3 separate regions of the Mus musculus genome follow, and regions 1 and 2 are each linked to region 3. The links are chromatin contacts, called in public Hi-C maps. All regions are on one chromosome and are shown on one strand. The core of a region is the stretch at or near the end of the contact, and the rest is flanking DNA. Distances in the headings are between cores, read along the strand shown. Region 1 holds the start of Ubl4a (ubiquitin-like 4A). Region 2 holds the start of Flna (filamin, alpha). Region 3 overlaps Zfp185 (zinc finger protein 185).

Region 1 (3,110 bases), core at 545-3,044, 1.4 Mb before region 3:
ACCAACTTGGGCCACTTCTCAGAGAACCCAATACTCTACTTGCTTCTGCCTCTTATCTTTGTCAACAAGTGTTCATTTGGTTGCAAAGTGGAACTTGAAGTTTTGAAGGAGCTCCTACAGAGCCCCCAACCCATGCTGTTGGGCCTCTTGGGCCAGTTTCTGGTCATGCCTTTCTATGCTTTCCTGATGGCCAAAGTCTTCATGCTACCCAAGGCCTTAGCTCTGGGCCTCATCATTACCTGCTCATCACCTGGTGGTGGAGGGAGCTACCTCTTCAGTCTCCTCCTTGGAGGAGATGTCACCCTGGCCATCTCCATGACTTTCATCTCAACAGTAGCTGCCACTGGTTTCCTACCACTCTCATCAGCCATCTACAGCTACCTTCTCAGCATCCATGAAACACTCCACGTGCCCATCTCCAAGATATTGGGGACCCTGCTGTTTATCGCCATCCCCATAGCAGCGGGTGTGGTGATCAAATCTAAGCTCCCCAAGTTCTCTGAACTACTGTTACAGGTCATCAAGCCCTTCAGCTTTATACTTCTCCTGGGTGGCCTGTTCCTGGCCTACCACATGGGGGTCTTCATCCTAGTGGGAGTCAGGTTACCCATTGTACTGGTGGGTTTCACAGTGCCTCTTGTTGGCCTCTTGGTGGGCTACAGCCTGGCCATCTGCCTGAAGCTGCCAGTGGCTCAGCGACGAACAGTCAGCATTGAGGTAGGGGTGCAAAACAGCCTGCTAGCCTTAGCCATGCTACAGCTGTCTCTGCGCCGCCTTCAAGCAGACTATGCCTCTCAGGCCCCTTTCATTGTGGCACTGAGTGGTACCTCCGAGATGTTGGCTTTGGTTATTGGCCAGTTCATCTATAGCATCTTGTTTCCTGTTCCCTGAGCCCTCTGGATCAAGTTTTATAACTTCCAGCCCCCATACTCCTCTCTTCCCACAGTTCTTGTGTACCGTACCAAAGGCCTTTAGTTCTCATGCACTATGCACTCAAGACAAATCCAGGCTTATTTTTTTACTCCTTTTCGCCCCAGCTTTCAGTGCCAAAGAGGCCATGCTGAGTTAGATAGTTGGGTATTGCCCAGAAATATATTTCAATAAAAAAAAACCAAAAAAACAAAAGCAAGCTCGGGTCCCTTCCAGTCTGTCCCTTGGAGCCTGTGGATTGGGGTAAGAAGAGTGTGTCTGGGCGGATATGGGCCAGAACAGTGAACCAGCTTGGTGACCCTGCACAGAACCCACTTTCTCCTCCTCACTCTGTTTTGCACATGGTAGACATGTACCTTTGAGCTGTATCCTCAGATCTACAAAGGCTTTGCTCTAACAGCCCTACCTAACAGGGCAGACCTCTGCACTATAAGGAGTGAAGAGAGCACTACTTCCGAGCTTCAGTCAGGATATTTTTGCAGCCAGACTAGAAAGGAAGTAGAAAGCCATTAAGCTATGACAGGCAGGACTGGACCATTTCTGTATCTGAGAGACACCACCACGTGTTTGCATTGACTTGGTCCACCAGCAGGGTGGGAATTAGCACAGGCCGGGCCTGGAGTGAGGCTGACATTCTGGTCCTTCCTTTCAAGCCACAGCTCCCAGACTAAGCAAGCCTGGCCCCACAGGTACCTCACTTGGATCCCAGTGGGCGGGGCATCCCCACGTCCCCGCGCCATTAAGCCCAGGTGGTGGACTCTACCCAAGGCACGGCCGGGGCAGAAGCGAAGGCCGGGAGGCGGGACTGAAGAATGCGCAGGCGGGAGCCACGAGGCGGGCGCGCCCCTTTCACGGCTTCCGGCGGCGGCGGGCGGTTCCGGGGCGGCGGCGCGCGGCAGGGGACCGTTGGTGTTTGCGTTGGCCGTAGTGGACTGGGCCGTGGACACCATGCAGCTGACCGTGAAGGCGCTCCAGGGCCGGGAATGTAGCCTACAGGTAAAGTCACCCCGCAGGCTGCTGCACTCACTCCTGCCGCTGGGGGCCGAGGGCGGGTGGGGGAGGCCGGGAGAGCTGACCTCAGGAGGGGGTGCGAGGGCTTCACCGCCCAGGGAATTCGGGCTGAGCCCTTGCCTCTCCACCTCGGCCGGATCAGGTGGCGGAGGACGAGCTAGTGTCTACACTGAAGCACCTGGTCTCGGATAAGCTGAATGTCCCTGTGCGCCAGCAACGTCTGCTGTTCAAGGGCAAGGCCCTAGCAGGTAATCAGGGAAAGGAGCCATCCAGGGAGCTTTACAGAAAGCTGGGGGACGGGATGTACAGGCCAGTGTAGTGGATCGGGGCACTGGCTGCCACTGGACCTCAGAAAAGTAGCTGAGCCATCACCACCCCACCACCCCATAGCCAGATGCTGCAGTGCTTCACTCTGGCTGTCTGTGGCAGGATTGCTTCCCAGCCACCTCCACATCAGTGAGGAAGGAACCACACCAATCTCTCTTTGGCAGATGAAAAACGACTGTCAGATTACAACATTGGGCCCAATTCTAAGCTCAACCTAGTTGTTAAGCCTTTGGAGAAGGTGCTACTGGAAGAAGGGTCTGCCCACAGACTGGTCGACTCCCCAGCCACCCCCATCTGGCAGCTGATCTCCAAAGTCCTGGCCCGTCACTTCAGTGTAGCAGATGCCAGCAGGGTCCTGGAACAACTACAGAGGGTGAGAAGAGTAATGCTGGCCCTCCATTCTTAATGTTTCTACCCGTCCCCTACCTAATGCAGCATACGCCTTCCCCACTGGCCTCTCTGAATACACTCGGTCTTCTCTCCTCAGGATTATGACAGGTCCTTGAGCCGCCTAACACTGGATGACATCGAACGTTTGGCCAGCCGCTTTCTACACCCTGAAGTGACTGAGGCTATGGAAAAAGGGTTCTGCAAATAGCATTCTGGGATTGTGGGGAGAAATCCCAGGTCAGGCCACAGCTGCATGTTGCATTAAATGTGTTCTCATGTCGCAGTTTGGCTCATAGTGATAATAATAGCTGGTATGTATCCAGCTCTTGCTAGGTGCTAGGTACTCAAAGTACATGGCCTGAGTTCTCTTCTGCCTCCCACAGCAAAGTTGAGGCTGCACTGTAGAGACACCTAGCAATGGCTTGGGACAGACAGGGTCCAAGTCTAGCCAG
Region 2 (3,215 bases), core at 454-2,953, 1.2 Mb before region 3:
CAAAGCCCTATCATAGCCCTACCACAGGCAATGAAGACACTCCAGGCTGTGGGAGAGTCAACCATATTTGGGCATGACATGTTGGTCAACCCAAGGCCTCTTTCAGCCACTGGTCTTTATCTATCTATCTATCTATCTATCTATCTATCTATCTAATTAATTTTATGTGCATAATTTTGCCTGCATTCATGTCTGTGTGAAGGTGTCATATTCCCTGGAGCTAGAGTTACAGACAGTTGTAAGCTTTCATATGGGTGCTGGGAATTGAATCTGGGTCCTCTGAAAGAGCAGCCACTGCTCTTAACCACAGAGCCATCTCTCCAGCCCCGGCGGCCACTGGTCTTAGAATTGAGAAGTAGGGACAGAAGCCTGTCTTTCTGGAAAAACAATTTAACATTCTGGAGAGGCTTGAAGTACAGAGTAAGTAGATGGAAAAGTCTACCACGGGAAAGACATAGGTAAGATGAATCCCCTTAACTAAAGAGGATGGTTGGGAGTATCCCCTACAGTTTTCTTTTTCTGTATCTTCGCTCCTTTCTGTCCCAGCACAGCATCCTCATCACTATCTCCAGAGAATATCTATCATTAAATTAACTTTTAGTGAGTAGCTTCACACTACTTAGGGAACACACTCAGGCTCCTTAGCAAGCCTTGATGTCTGGTGACTCTCCTTTCTTCAGTAATCTGGGACCCTCTCCCTGAGCCCCTCCACATCTCTAGGGTCACAGCAAGGCTTGGGACTGTTCAGCCAGAGAAGACCTCTCCCCCCAGAATTCCTCAGGGCCCAAGGTAGAACAGTGAGTATGGCAGGTACAAGGTGTACAGATCTACATGCATCACAGGGCAGGCAGGCAGGCAGGCAGGCAGGCGCCCTCTGATTGTGTGCATTGGCATACCCTGGACCTTTGGAAAGCTGCTTGATCCTGTAGTGCTGGTGGCCACTTGGCCCAGTGCTGGCCCCATTTCCTCGCGGATGGAACTAGGCAGTAGAGAAGACGACGGTGGGAATGGGCCTGTGCAGGTGTGCAGGCCAGGGTCATGGAGACTGGGAAGACCAAAGGAGATGGGTAGGGAGTGCCAGGGCTCTGTGGGTGTCTATGTTAGGTGATGAGAGCCCTGTCTGACAGCATACAAAGAGCTCTCAGCAGCGTTAGGCGCTCTGGAAGGGTTCGCTCACAGGATTGCTTTACTCTGCTGTGGATCACACTGTGGCTGAGAACCCTAAGCTCGGGAAGAATAGAGAATGTAGAAGAGGGTACAGGGTCAGGGCGGAGCCCAAGTGATACCGGGACATTATTCGCTCCGCCTTCTGCAGGGACCTTGGGGAAAGAAAGTCCCTTGTAAGGGTGTGCCTGCTGGAGCTGAGCAATTCTGTGACAGAATTGCTCAAGCGTTCCTAGATCTGGGGTCCGTTTCCTGTAGTACTGTAGCGGATGTTGCCAGACCTTTTTGTGCTCTTTGGGGCTCAAAGACCCTTTCTGAAGCAGCGGGGCTGAGTTGCTTTTGGCGGAGTGCAGAGGCAGCTTCGGGGGATGGGGGCGGGGGGCGTTGTGGGGCATTCCAACGGGAGGGGCGAGGTGGGGCGGGCGCGGCCCAGAAGCCCCACCCAGAGGCTCCGCCCCCAAGGAAACTTTGCCTCTGGCTCCGCCTTTCGCATACATTTAAAGGGCTCGCTCTTTCCGCAGTGCAACCTCTGTTCTGTGCCTCGTCGTTCATGCTCGGAGGTGCCTACTGCTTTAATTAAAGGGCCGTCCCATCGGCGAAGCTGCAGCACCGCCCCTCCGTTCCTCGCGCCTCAAAATGAGTAGCTCTCACTCCCGCTGTGGCCAGAGTGCGGCGGTTGCGTCTCCGGGAGGCAGTATCGATTCACGGGACGCGGAGATGCCGGCTACCGAAAAAGACCTAGCAGAAGATGCACCGTGGAAGAAAATTCAGCAGAACACATTCACCCGCTGGTGCAATGAGCACCTTAAGTGCGTAAGCAAGCGCATCGCCAATCTGCAGACGGACCTGAGCGATGGGTTGCGGCTCATCGCGCTGCTCGAGGTACTCAGCCAGAAGAAAATGCACCGCAAGCACAACCAAAGACCCACTTTCCGCCAGATGCAGCTCGAAAATGTGTCGGTGGCGCTTGAATTCCTGGACCGTGAGAGCATCAAGCTCGTGTCCATAGGTGAGGGCACGGGCTACACTGGGGCGCTGAGTGGGTGCGGGCGTGGTCGCAACAAATTCTTCCTTTCTTCTCCTCTAGAGTCTCTCCTAGTTGTCTTCCCTAGCTGCTGCACACAACCAAGGCTACCACTAGGCCCCTTAGCCGCCTTGTTCTTTGAGGTCCTCGAGAACAAAAGGCTGGCCTGGCGAGCATGCGAACCGCTACGCGCCCCCGCCCGCAGCGCCTTGCTGGCCTGCTCCCAGGCTGAGCTCACATCCTCTGTAGGCCGCGCCCCCAACGCTGCACCCGAGGTGGGACAGGCACAGACTAGGCTTCTGCCTCTGAGAGCCGCACCCCATCCCTGGGATACCCATGCTTTCCACCTACAACAATTTTAAAAGTACCCTTCTAGCATTTGGCTGCCTCTGCAGTTCTAAAGTGAAGGTTGTAGCTTGTTCTCCTATTTATGTAGGACTCCCTCAACTTCTTGCCCTGGAACATGCTTCCCCATTGGAGATAGTTCAAATCCCCAGTTTCTTTCTTTCTTTCTTTCTTTTTTTGCTGAACTTGGAGGGGGGCAAAGAGATATACTGCTGGCAAAACTGTACTCCAGGTGTAATGAGTGTGGTTGACTAAAGGCACGAGCACTTGGTTGTTAGCTTTGCTGTCTATCATGGATCAAATTCTTGTTTCATTGTAAACCTTGGTTTTGTACATCTAGAATGCAGAGATTGGTTGAAAGGTGCTCCAATGTGCACAGGGTTTACTGCTAGTCCAGTTCCCAAGTCTTTGAACTGGAGAGGTTGGCATTGGTATTGTCTCTTGCAGGATCCCATGCTTTTCTCAAAGTAGGGGCTGCTCATGGACAGGCACCAGAATTGTTATCTTGGGAATGTGGAACAGGGAGAGTAGAAGAGTGGACCTTTACTCCATAATACAAAGGGTTTTCTATTATCCTTACAACTTTGGAATGGTACATGCTAGTTAAAACAGCGAGGGACCAAGGCCCTTCAGAGAGCAGATTTTAAGTGCTGAGTTTTTTTTTTTTTTTAAATGCTCATAG
Region 3 (3,062 bases), core at 392-2,891:
ACCCTGGGCCTTGAAGCAGGGCAACTGCAGTTTCAGCTGTAACCTTTATAGGTCATGAAAAAGATATTGGTCAAACCCTCACAGGATGCCTTTCTGTGCACTATAACATCCTGAAGGGAGTATCTTAATTTCTTGCCACTCGGCCTCAGCTACTGCTAAACTGGAGTGGGGAGAGAGAAGGAGGCCCATAGGATGTGATATCTGTTGAATTCTCTGAAGCCTTCACAGACTCTGGTAGCTTAAGGCAACCACTGCCAATTTTTGACCTAACTACATACTGCACAAGAAGACAATGCCACTTTCTACGCAATGTAATCTGCTGCCTGACCACAGTTGCCAGCACTGAGTACATGTCTAACACTCACCTTCGTGTGTCAAATACAAACTAGAAAAAATCCACACTTGCAACACAACAAAGAAGAAAACAATCTAAGTCTTAGATTTAACATGTGATACCAAAACTTTGAAGGAAAAAGGTAAGACGGTGTGCTATCAAATGACTGAATAAACAACAAAAAAAAAAATTGGCAGAACTTTATCTATCTTGAAGGTTTTATAAAGGTAGCATTTGATTACTGAGGCTATGGAGCACTCACAAAAAGGGACCTATCATGACTGCCCTCCGAAGGACCCAACAAGCAGCTGAGTCAGATGCAGATATTTGCACCCAACCAATGGACAGAAGCAGCTGTCCCCTGTTGTTGAATTAGGGAAGGCTGAAAGAAGCTGAGGAGAAGAGCGATCCTGTAGGAGGACCAGCAAGTCTCAATTAATCTGGACCTCCAAGATCTCTCAGACACTGGACCACCAAACAGGCAACATACACCAGCTGATATGAGGCCCCCAACACACATACAGCAGAGAACTTCCAGGTCTGTGTTCATTCAGAGATGATGCACCTAACCCTCAAGAGACTGGAGGCCCCAGGGAGTTTAGAGCTCAGGTGGGGTGGGGTAGAGACATCCACGTGGAGACAGAGTGGGGTGGGGAGGAGGTATGGGATATGGAGCAGTTGGAGGGTGGATGGGGGGAGCAGGGAATGGAACATGGAGTGTAAAAAATAAATTAAAAGTAAAATAAAATAAAATAAAATAAAGAATAAATGTAGCATTTGATAATATTTTGTACACACTCCTCAGTGTCCTGCATGCTTTACATATGTAAACCCATTTAACTCTTTGAACTGTCTATGGTGGAAACTATTTCCATTATTGTTCATGTAAGAGCTGAGTGATCCAAGGGTCCCATAAAGTTACCTTGGGCTTAAATTCAAGCTCAAGAATCCCTGCATTTAGTCCACTTTGCACAATCAAATGAACACTGGGTAAAGCTCCTAAGGCTTCTGACATTTACATTAACTTTGTCACCTGGGTCTGTCCTCAAGCCCATCAACCACTGTTTATCAAAGGAAAGGGGACTATCCTTGGGTTTGGTCACTCCTAAGTAGGCTACTGTAGTCAACCGCCCTCTGACATTACTAGTAGGGGGATGGGTAACGGGAGTGCACTGGCGCAACAGGGACCATTTGTGATCCTCCAGCGCCATCTCGTGGCTGGAGCTAGCACTGCCTCAGGAGGAGCCCCTTAGAAGCTGGTCTCTGGAGCAGCCATTTTGTACTCTCCTTTCATAGCGGGCACCTCAGCCTGAGCTAGCGGCTGCAGGAAATGGCCGCGCGAGTAGGTGTATTCTTACCCTGGAGCTGGCTAGCTTACTCATGCGCATGCGCCCCCTCCCCCCTTCCCTCCCCGCCCCCCCCCCGCAGGAGCGATCCAAATCTGCCTGCGCAACAGAAATCTGCTGCAGTCACGGGTGCATGCGTCCGTATTCGTGGTGCCTGTCTGCGGCAGTCTGACTAGATCTATGCTGACACACTCCTCAGTGTGTGTGTGTTCCCCCAAGTGAACATAAGTTGCTAGAGCAAGGCTTGTCAATATTAATATTAACGTTTTTGTCTGGATAATAATACTGTGTGTGTTGAGAATGAGGCACTAATATCACCTGTCACTATAGGTCGTTTAGCAGCATCCATGATTTTTAGCCTTTAGAAGCCACCCTCGGTTGTGGCAACCCAAAAAATCTTCGGTTACTACTGTATGACGCAAGAGGGTAGGGGTGGGCAGGACAAACCTCTGATTGAGAGCTGCCATCTCCAGTGTATACTGGAGAAGAGAGGAAATTGAAATGCTTAAGAAAAACGCTGGAGACATACCTTCAGGAAATTAAACAAAAATCTCAAGAACTCTTGTTATTAATATTTCCCCAGATGAAGGGCTAGAAAGATGGTTCAGCAGTTAAGAGCAGTGTGTACTCTTTAGAAATCTTAAGTTTTATTACAAGCACCCACATACAGCTAGAAACAATCTCTAACTCTAGTCTCCGAGGATCCACTGTCCTCTCTCTACTGGCCACCACTGACGTGGCAAATGGGTGGTGTGCAAAAACATACATGTGCAGGCAAAACACTTATACATATAATTTTTTTAATTTAAATGGGAAAAAAAACAATCCAAACATAGCCAGTTATTAAACAGTGTCATCAGAAATGTTTGCTTTGATTTTTCAAACGGGTAAATATTAGAGCAATGTTACTATCTGGGCCTGAGCTCTGCAGTAGGGCAGATTTAGAGTTTATTCCTATTTGCTCATCACATGTGTGGACCCAAGTTTTCTCCTCTATCAAATTGCACAATCAGAAATCTTTCTTGGCTTGGGGAATAACACCAGATTAAGTACACCAGCTGGAAGGAGACATTAGCCTTCAAACACATTTCATCAACTAGCTTGCTCAAGTTTCTCAGAAGGTTTCTCCTTGAGGCTGTTCATTAGCTCTCAGCTACCACGGGTATGGTTTTGGATAAATCACTTAACCTGTTTGTTTCCCCATTTACCCATCTCACAGGGTTATTGAGGCAACTGTAAAGTACATAAAAACAACATACTGTAGCTATCATCAGCTATTATTTTCCTCAGTTCTAATCGTTAGTAAAATTTAAAAGAAAAAAAAAGGTGCATAACAAGGCCTGTAGCTTACAGATCCATTTTCCACACCACCTCCCAGCATA

The links. Hi-C and Micro-C count contacts between places; a contact is called where the count stands out from the background.
Region 1: a Hi-C map of CD8 T cells shows a contact between it and region 3, with 7 times the contacts expected there. The contact joins the promoter of Ubl4a here to the enhancer-like site in region 3. A contact is called at or near these places in 6 of 39 promoter capture datasets (the 3T3-L1 cell line, the HPC-7 cell line, hippocampal neurons and 3 more), 2 of 484 Hi-C or Micro-C datasets (CD4 T cells and CD8 T cells) and 1 of 115 datasets of contacts at active chromatin or transcription factors (astrocytes).
Region 2: a contact with region 3 is called in a Hi-C map of uterus, with 5 times the contacts expected there. The contact joins the promoter of Flna here to the enhancer-like site in region 3. A contact is called at or near these places in 3 of 39 promoter capture datasets (cranial neural crest, hippocampal neurons and pre-B cells), 3 of 484 Hi-C or Micro-C datasets (CD8 T cells, cardiomyocytes and uterus), 4 of 115 datasets of contacts at active chromatin or transcription factors (astrocytes, forebrain, large pre-B cells and 1 more) and 1 of 9 other capture datasets (liver).

The regions. Positions count from the first base shown.
Region 1 is chrX:74,367,232-74,370,341 of GRCm38.p6, reverse strand. Ubl4a (ubiquitin-like 4A) reads left to right here and starts at 1,794. Exons shown (of 4, transcript NM_145405.2): 1 at 1,794-1,926; 2 at 2,084-2,189; 3 at 2,433-2,641; 4 at 2,756-3,110. The coding sequence starts at 1,879. The coding sequence ends at 2,866. Gm44504 (predicted readthrough transcript (NMD candidate), 44504) reads left to right here. Exons shown (of 6, transcript NR_103489.1): 4 at 1,584-1,926; 5 at 2,084-2,189; 6 at 2,756-2,895. Slc10a3 (solute carrier family 10 (sodium/bile acid cotransporter family), member 3) reads left to right here. Exons shown (of 3, transcript NM_145406.2): 3 at 1-1,125. The coding sequence ends at 891.
Region 2 is chrX:74,245,022-74,248,236 of GRCm38.p6, reverse strand. It overlaps Flna (filamin, alpha), which reads left to right and starts at 1,703. Exons shown (of 46, transcript NM_010227.3): 1 at 1,703-2,173. The coding sequence starts at 1,801.
Region 3 is chrX:73,006,815-73,009,876 of GRCm38.p6, reverse strand. The region is part of intron 12 of Zfp185 (zinc finger protein 185); the gene reads right to left. Among named protein-coding and RNA genes, the nearest start is that of Mir2137, 16 kb to the right of the region's middle. Within about 2 kb of position 1,641, at least 324 of the 459 cell types and tissues checked have an H3K27ac peak or open chromatin away from gene starts, as enhancers often do. A contact at or near this core is called in CD8 T cells, the HPC-7 cell line, cardiomyocytes and 5 more, where this site is marked.